3 separate regions of the Mus musculus genome follow, and regions 1 and 3 are each linked to region 2. Evidence: chromatin contacts called from public ChIA-PET and Micro-C data. All regions are on one chromosome and are shown on one strand. Each heading gives the region's core, a stretch centred on a gene start, on an enhancer-like site or on the middle of the called end of the contact. The rest is flanking DNA. Distances are from core to core; before and after follow the strand shown.

Region 1 (2,946 bases), core at 200-2,699, 600 kb before region 2:
AACAGAAGCCCTAACTCAGAATAGTTAACCTTCAATGCTCAGACGTGTCTGAAGTTAGAGAGCACTTACAATGCTAGGTGCTATTGTAAATGATCCACGTGTATTATTTAATTCAATTTAAAAAAATCACCTAGGAGGTAGACATTAATACTAAAACATATTGCATGTTAGGTACCAAAGCTGAAGGTCAGAGAAGTGGCCGTACATAGCAACAAACCTAGGCTGTCAACACAGGCCTGCTGAATCCAGAAGGCCAACCAACCTTGCCCGCTACCTCCCACCGGTCCCAGGGAATCAGCCACAGCCATACAGCTTACAGACTTCCCAGTCTTTGTGCACCAGTTTTCCCGAATTTTAAAATCATCTTCAGAGTTTCTAAAAGCCTCAATGGAAACACAAACAGGCAATTAGACCACGAGTTTCTTCAGTTTTGTTTTTTAAGGCTGGTATCTACCATTGCCAACAAGTTAGATCAGGTCTTGTGGAAGTTCTCATTGGCAGTTATGTAGACAAAAACATTCAAGCTCCCTTTTTTTTTAAGGGGAAGATGAATCATTACTTAATACATGCAGTTTAGTGGAGTTAATCTGTGAACACTGGCCTATGGAGCGAGAGAATAAAAGGGTGTTTGGCATCGAGAAGGTCGGGAACTGCTCGTTACATGTGTATGCACGTTGCCCAACCTGTCAGCCTTCACAACTCTGCATTTTTTTAAGTGACACCATTCTTCCTGCATCGTTTATGGGGCTTTACTTTGCATATAGTATTAAAAATCTACTCAGCTCACCAAAATGATCATATTCTTAATGTTTGGTCAAGGAACTGGGGTGCATAAATGGCAAGTACTGTATTCCAGGAAAATACCCTTTTTCAAAACCTTAAGGTTTTGCCAGGGAGCGAGTCGTTTTCCAAAGGACACACACACACACACACACACACACACACACACACAAAATCAAAAACTAAAAACAAACAAAAAATACTAAAGACTCAATGCTGGATGGTTCAAAACAAACACCTGCACTTAGGTGTGCGTGGGGCAGTAGGTGCCACACTGCGAATCTGTGTGGGAAGGATGTCAGCGGGCAGTCGGTGGCTTTTATTTTTTTCATTGCATGAAACAGTTCTTATACCATGGTGGGAAATAATCCAGGCGTCCCCTGACAGCCATGAGAAAGCACAGGTGACACCCTGTTCTCAGAATTTGGTGCGGGTTAAAACTGCATAGGGTGCCCGGGGCCTGCTCGGTGGCTGCGCAGCATCTGTGCGAGCCTGGCTCTGCCGCAGTGGCGCCGGGGGGTGCGGGAGCCTCGCGGCCTGCAGCGTCCCGGAAGCCCTGCGCGTCGGCGCCCGAGGTCGAGCGACCGTCCGGCCTGCACTGCACCAGGGGCAGACCGGGGCGTCCGGGCCCAGCCGCCGGCGTCCATTTTCTGGGCGGCGCTGCGGCCGGACTCGCAGGTCCGGAAGCGCCATGGACCCCGCGGGAAGCGCGCGGGCGGCGGAGCGGAGCCCCGTAAGTGCGCGGGGTCCGCGCGACTCCGGGGCGTGGAGGTGGGGAGGCGGGAGCCGGTGGGCAGCGCTCGCGCCGGGCTGCAGCGGACGCGGAGCGGAGCGGAGCCTACGGAGCAGCCAGCGTCCGCAGGTGCCCGCGTCCCGCCCCACCAGGCTCGGCTGCAGGGGGGCAGCGGGGAGTGACGCGCACCTGGGGCTCGGGACTGTCGCGCCTCCCCTCCGGTGAAGCGCAAACCCGGGCTGCTTCCTGACCCTACCCGTTCGCGATGAGATCCTAGTGCGACACCAAGCCCCTGGAATTGAACCGGATGTTCAAAGGCAGGGCCCTGCCTCCAGGGGTTGCAGCCTTGGCCTCCTGCTCCTGCTTGCTGCAGCCGTCTGTCCGTTGGGACAATTCAACAGTCAGCCTTTAGACACCTCTTTGCAGGTTAGCTGATAAATAACCTGAGATTTTAATCTGTCTGCGCTTCCACTTTATAACTCCTGCTTTGCGGTGGGTAAGTGCCTGGTTCCCATTCTGGATATTGGGCCTGATTGGAAAACCCTTGTAATGATCGGTTCTAAATGATAACCGTTTATGTTGCGTATGCATATTTGAAAGGTTAAAGGGCATTCACCTAATTGGGAAGCTCAAGTGCTTGCTCTGGTTCGCGTGGCTGGAAAGACTCGTTTTGTTGTGGTTTCAGAGAAACTTATAGCGTCTTACAGTAGCTAAGATCAAAGAGCAGAGTTTGTGTTTTGTGACAGGGTCTGGTTAAGGAGCCTAGAATGGTTAATAGGTTAGCCCAAGCTGGTTTCGAACTTGCCACTTGCAGCGGTTGACTGACTGCTAGGATGATAGGCCTTCTACCAGTGTTTTTCCAGGACCAAACACGCATTAGAATTCCTTTGATGGGTCATTGCTGAAAATTTTGAAAAGATTAGAATATATAGTGCGAAAAGACTAGAAAAAGTAACCGTTGCACACAGTACAGATAAGCATAGTTTAATGAAGCCTTTGGCTTATATAACATCATTTGTAATAAAATGGGTCACTGTCAAAAAAGCCTTTAAGACTCCAATTTAGCGTTCTGTGGTGGGGATTTTGCACCCAAATCAGACTGGGTTTGTGCTGATGTTAACCTGGGTTTGAATCCCGACACTCACCCAGGGTGACCTCCAGAAACAGGTTCACGGCACTGTTTGCAGCTGTAAAATGGGGAACTGTTCCCTACAGCTGAGGGGTGTTACGGAGATTTACCCATCCGCTGAGAGCACTTGGTGGAGTTCCCGATGTCCTAAAGGCACCTCACATATACTAACGGCAATGACTTTTGTGGCTGAAATCCTGAATCCTAGACACTCGTCCTGAATCCTAGACACTAGTCCTGAATCCTAGACACTAGTCCTGAATCCTAGACACTAGTCCTGAGTCCTAGACACTAGTCCTGAATC
Region 2 (2,893 bases), core at 106-2,605:
ACTAAGAAGTATCGTTGTGTTTGTGATAAAGACTTGCAATACGACAAGAGCTCAGTATGTGCCTTAGACCTGTCCTTAAAGGTTGGGACAGGGATGGACTGAGTGGGTGGGCAGTGTTCCGACACAGCTGGCCAGAGAGAGAGCGAGCAGCGCAGTTGCTGCAACTCACCTCCTAGCTCAGATCCCTGAAGGGAACGTCTAGTCTATTTCCTCAAAGTAAATTCTTAAGGCAGTCACTACTTAACTTTTACCCTAGTCGATGTAGGATAGCACAGGGAAAAAAGGGGGGAGCCCAGTGCTGTAAGGAAGAAGTTAAATGGCTCTCATATCCCTTCGCTAATATTTTAAACATTAGAAAATGCTAGTATTTAAAGGAGTAAATAAGAACACTACACTCAATCAACTGCATTGACCACTGTATAGAAATTAGCGCTTTATTAAAATGGGGGTTGGCTGTTAACTAGTATCATCTGAGGTTTAAGGCTTTGCTAACAAAGACCAACCAATGCTTTGGCAGGCTTCTCAAGCCAGAAGATACTTTTTAATGAATTCTCAAAGATGGAAAGAAATAAGGATAACAAAGCTTTCAAAATGTGCTCAGTGTCTCCAATATCCATGGAAGTTAAATGTTAATGTGAGGACCTAGCACTTTTACGAACGCAACCAGTAAGGTGGCTTGGCGGTAAAAGTACTTCTGCCAAGCCTGAAGACCTGAGTTCAATCCTAGGGACCGGGCCAACATGGTGGAAGGAGAAAACCGATGCCCAAGAAAGTTGTCCTCTGACTCCTAAATGTGTGCCATATAGCACGCGAGCACACACAGATACACAAATAATAAATGCAACGAATTGTTTAAATAACACAACCGAAAAAAAAAAACCCACAGTTTTATATTCCATCAAAATCTGAAGAGCTAAAAGGCATAAAAGGTCGACGAGGAAGTGCAGAAAAACCACGCAAATCACTAACCACCTTCTGTCCACATATACACAATCTGCCCGCGCTGCCCCGAGAGTCACCTCGGTTCCACCCAGGTAAAGCTAGAGCGCTGAGTCCCGCGGGACAGGAAGCGAGAGACAGACACCGGGCCACGCCGGCCCGAGCCCCCCAGAGGTGCAGGAAGAGCTAGGGTGCAGTCAGATCCCGAGACCCTCCCGCCGCGCCTAGTCACCTTCTGCGCGCTGGAGCCTCGCACTCGCGCCGTCTGGTCATAGACGTGGCAGCGGATCACCGTGCTGCCCACGTCCAGCCCCAGCACGAAGCGGGAGGGCGGCGAGGCCGACGCGCTCAGTTCCTCTCGCTGCCGCTCTGCACGCTCCTGCTGCCCTGACATCGCGACCCCGAACACTGCAGTCGCCACGGGCCGGCCAGCGCGGAGCTATAAACGCCAGACCCCGGGCGGAGAGCTCGCGGCCCCGCCCCTCCTACACCGCGCCCTGTCCCGCCCCTCGACGAGTTAGGCTCCGCCCCTTCACAAGACCCCGCCCCGCCTCGTTCAGCCCCTTCGGGAAGCCTTGCTACCCCACGCTCCGCCCCTAGCACCGTGACGTCAGGGCAGCGCGCCGAGCAGCTCGTGGGAATTTGGCAAAGATGGCGTTTACCGCAGCGCTGTACTGGATGTCACCGTTCAGCGACCGTTACTTTGAAACTTTTTAGTTCCCTTCTAGCCCAGATTACTTTTTTACGAATATCTGTTAGGAAAAATCAAGTGAGATGAAAAAATTTTAAACTTTTTTTCATGTTCACTTAGTTTTTTGCCTGTATTTATGTGTGTGAGCCACATGTGCCTGATGCATGTAGAAGTCAGAAGAGGACCTCCGACGATTGCAAGCTTCCATGTAGGCAATGATAACCAAACCCCGGTCTTCAGCAAGAGCAACTAGTGCTCTTAACCAGTGAGCCATCTTTCCAGTCCGTGGGAAGACATTCAAAAGTATAGGAGGTTCCTCATGAAGTCTTCCCAGAAAAGCTTGCATGTATTACACAACGATGAATAGATGTCCAAGTTTTGTATGGCACTAAAGGGCCTTTGCCGCGACACAAAGTTTAAATTTCGTGAGAATGTTTTGTGGGTAGCTTATCAGCTTAAAGGAATATTTTCTTGTTTATATTACTCTGTTAGCCTACTTGCTTCCCAGAGATTTGCCAAGTTGGATTTGGGTTGTCACTTGAAGCTTGACTGTGAACACCATATTTATTTTTGTTTGTTTGTGGCTTCTCTTAATAGTCTGTCTCTACACAGCAATGCCTATTTGCACCATCTGGCACAGGTCTGCCCTATATCGTTGGTGACCAATTGGTCATGCATGAATGTGTGTGTGTGTGAGAGAGAGAGAAAGAGAGAGAGAGAGAGACTTTCCAGCGTTGTATGCATGACTAATAGTCCTATGCTGTCCGATTCTCTTGAGAAACTGAAACTGTACAAATACCAGAGGGAAGGCAGAGCCAGAACCTGAGAGCCACAACTGAAGTTTGACCTTGTTCCTCAAGGCAATCTCTTACTAGGACCAAAGGCTCCCTAGGATTCTATATGCTCTTGTCGTGAATAGGCACCAAACTCTGGTCCTCATGTTTGACTGGCAAGCACATTACCTACGGAGCTATCTCTCCCAGTTCCTGAGGGAAAGAAACTTTAAAGAATTGGTTGTAGGTCCAGGCAAGCTTAGAAACTTGTAGGGCCTGCTGGCAGCCTGGAAAAGAAGGCACACTTCCATGCTTACAGTTTTGATTTCCTCCTTCCCGAAGCTTGCCTTTGCCCTTTTCCAAAGCTTGCCTGGTGTTCAACTAATCGGGGGAAGCTCAGTCATGTGTGTGTGTGTGTGTGTGTGTGTGTGTGTGTGTGTGTGATATCTTTACTGGGGATACAGATTTAAATGTCAATCACATCTAAACT
Region 3 (3,108 bases), core at 500-2,999, 510 kb before region 2:
ATACTGGGAGCCAACATCCTGTGGTAGGGTGCAGGAGGATTTACAAGGATTTTTGACAGTTGACGGTTGCCGGAAGAGACATTTTCTTCAGTAGTACAGCCACTGTTAAGTTTCCTGTGCTCCTGTAATTAATCTCTCGTCTATGCTTCTGGAAACAACTCTCATAAACTCATTGAACTAAAAAAAAAAAAAAAAAGTCTTGCTGGTGTGATGACTCAGTGATTAAAGGTTCTTAATACCAAACCAGATGGCCGGGTTAATCCCTAGGAAACCCACGGTGAAAGGAGAACCACCTCCCAACAGCCATCCACTGACCTTCCAGGGGATTGGAGGGGAAGAAAGCCAGCTGGGAGGAGAGGAAGGGGGTGCAGGGGATGTGGACGGCGATGAAGAGGGTATTGAATACTATGCATACATTAAACATGTGTATGAAAACGGTATCACACCATGACTGTGTATAAGTAAGACATACCAATAAAGCATTAAACGTTTTAAAATAGAAAAAGCCAGTCTCTGGCCTGTGGTGTGTGAGCTCTGATTTGGAAAGAAAGGGAAATACCATTTGGAGTTTCTGTTTGAAACAACAAAATGCCTGGAAGGAGAGGTAAGCTCACTTTCTCCAAGGCTGTATGGTACAGGACAAGGGGCACCCTCATGCATCACCAGCTGGACTGGAAGTATTGCTCGGTAGCCTAAGACATCCAGCAAGCTTAGGTCACTCCGTCTGCCTGACTGGCCTTGGCACAAGTGGCTTCTGGGCTTGCTTGTCGTCTGTTCACTCTTCCCAGGCAGGCTCTCCTTGACTCTGTTTCCACAACTTGCTTCTTCTCTCTGTGTGCCCTTCCAGGTTGAGGTGCTCATGGTCTTGGCGCCTTCTGCCCCGTCTTTTTGCCCTAGGGCCATTCCTATATGTCTGAAAACATTCCTTGACTGGCTGACTCTAGCACCTGGCAAAGAACAACCCTGCTCTATTAAATCAGTTTCTTCCTTCTTAGGGCAGCGCAGTTAAACCTCAGGACCAGGAAATCATCCCTCTCCTCACATACCAGGGTGTTATCCACACAGTTTACTCACTGTAAATAGTTCCCTTAAGATAGTGGCAACAACTAGTTGAAGATTTACAAACTTCCCAGGGCCAATCTACTTTCTAAAAAGCCTGCTTCTGGGAGTGGGAAAGAGGTCACCGTTCCGATTCTGAAATGCAAAACTGGTGATAAACTCAAAATTTCTCTGGGTCTCAGACAGGACTGGACGGAGTCTGTGGTCCTTTTCTTGACCCAACTTTTTGCAGAGCAATGTTCCCAGAGCAAAGGTTGAGTATGTGGTTTGTCCCCCACGTGCCGCACTGCGGGAGCATCTAGACACCGCTGGAAGAGTCTCTAATACATCTCTTGACGTTTGCCAAAATGCCAAACTTTTTCCTGGAACCTGGAGTCATTCTGACTGGGGACTTTTCTTTTCCTTGAGCATCTGGGGACCTAGAGGTCCGTTCGTGGGGGACGTCCAATTCTCAGGGTTCTGGGGATCACAGCAGGGCCAGGGTTTTCCTCCTTGTGGGGGTTTCAGAGCGCCTCTCGCGACTTGCCCAGGGAGGCAAGGCGAGGCGGATGCAGGGCGGGCACGGCGCGAGGGGCGGGGCGAGTCAGCCCGAGGCCGAGGCGGGGCTACAGCGAGGCTCGATCCGGCCTAGGCCTCGCTCCGGCTCCGCCTTGCCCGGCTACGCAGGCGGTAGGGCTGGGGTAGGGGCCGGGCGGCACCATGGCGGCGGCAGCGCCTGCTGCGGCGGCTTCTCCCGAGGCGCCGGCCGTCTCGGGCAGCGCAGACCCGGAGACGGGAGACGAGGACAGTCGTGAGGTCCGAGTGCTGCAGAGCCTGCGCGGCAGGATCTGTAAGCGGGGCCGGGGCTGAGGGGACCCCCGGGGCGGCGCGGAGGGTGGGCGGCGGGCACGCGCGGGGGTGGCGGCACCGGCGGCCGCCCGGGACTGGTGAGACTGGATGGGGGTGTGTTGGGGGGAGGCGCCGCGTCGACCGACTGCCCGGCGCGGGTCGGGGCTCCCCCTCGGAGCGAGCGGGGTGAGGACCTGCACGCGCGGACCGGACCGGCGCGGCGCGAGGGGCGCTGCCTGGAGCGCGGCCTGGACGCGGGAGCCCGGGGCGCGGCCGGGGGCGCGCGGAGTTTCCGGCCTCCCTCCGACGCAGGCCTGCGGGCGGCCGCGGACGACGGGAGCGGCCCGAGGTGGGAGCCCCGTGGTAATTACAAGGGAGGCGCGGCTGGAGGAGGGAGGGAGGCCGGCTGCGGCGGGGCGGGGCCGGGCCGGGCCGGGCCGGGCGGCGGGCTGAGGAGGGGGTGTGAGCTCCCTGGGGCTCCTCTGCCAGTGCGAGGTTGAGGCGGGCGCTGGGGACTGCGGGAGCCGGTGGCGGGGGCTCCGGTGGGCGAGGCTGCGCGGGCGAGCGGGGCGCCCGGGGAGCTCGGGCGGGACACCTGTGCCCGCCCCACCTTGCCGCGGCGGGGACTTGAATCGAGAGCCGGCGTGACTGACGGTGACTTGGGGCAGGATGTAGTGGCTTCCTGTGAGCAGGTCTCAAAACTCAGTCATCCAGTCCGCGCTCAACCCACTTGATTCTCTCCCGTGCATTTGTGAGAGCCGCACCGATGAGTGTAGACTCTTACTCAGAGACGGGCCAGTTCGTTTGTCATTGCTATCCTTCCTCTTTAAAACGACCCTTTGATATTAGATCGACTTCCCCCAGCTTATTGAGATGGTCCCTTTTCACTGTATGACTGGCGAATCAGTAGAGTTTATTGTTACTTTAGTTGAAAACCTTTTTTAATTCAGATTATTTTATCCCCAGAATGAAATCGGTCTCCTAAATAATGCCTGGCTATAAGAGATATTTTATATGTTGAAAATTCAATTGTGTTAGAATGGCTGATACTGCTCTTTCTTTGGCAGAGTATAAACTTTAATTCTTAAATCTCGATGCTTCTTTTGGATTCTCCCACTTGAGTTTTTGATGTTACTCCCCTTTCAAGGATTTGGAATTTTATTAAAACCCCAGGAGCAAGCATGTTAAATGTTACTTTTCAATTCCCTGACGTCATCCTGG

Evidence for each region. A called contact is a pair of places that touch in the nucleus more often than the background predicts. ChIA-PET counts read pairs in DNA pulled down with a chosen protein or histone mark.
Region 1: a contact with region 2 is called in an RNA polymerase II ChIA-PET map of memory CD8 T cells, with 7 read pairs. The contact joins the promoter of Zbtb38 here to the promoter of Gk5 in region 2. A contact is called at or near these places in 2 of 115 datasets of contacts at active chromatin or transcription factors (double positive thymocytes and memory CD8 T cells).
Region 3: a Micro-C map of embryonic stem cells shows a contact between it and region 2, with 13 times the contacts expected there. The contact joins the promoter of Rasa2 here to the promoter of Gk5 in region 2. A contact is called at or near these places in 5 of 39 promoter capture datasets (the 3T3-L1 cell line, the C10 cell line, liver and 1 more), 2 of 484 Hi-C or Micro-C datasets (embryonic stem cells and pre-B cells) and 1 of 115 datasets of contacts at active chromatin or transcription factors (pro-B cells).

What each region holds. Positions count from the first base shown.
Region 1 is chr9:96,718,353-96,721,298 of GRCm38.p6, reverse strand. Zbtb38 (zinc finger and BTB domain containing 38) reads left to right here and starts at 1,449. Exons shown (of 3, transcript NM_001359959.1): 1 at 1,449-1,513.
Region 2 is chr9:96,117,891-96,120,783 of GRCm38.p6, reverse strand. It overlaps Gk5 (glycerol kinase 5 (putative)), which reads right to left and starts at 1,355. Exons shown (of 16, transcript NM_001368879.1): 1 at 1,172-1,355. The coding sequence starts at 1,333.
Region 3 is chr9:96,630,144-96,633,251 of GRCm38.p6, reverse strand. Rasa2 (RAS p21 protein activator 2) reads left to right here and starts at 1,749. Exons shown (of 24, transcript NM_053268.2): 1 at 1,749-1,888. The coding sequence starts at 1,759.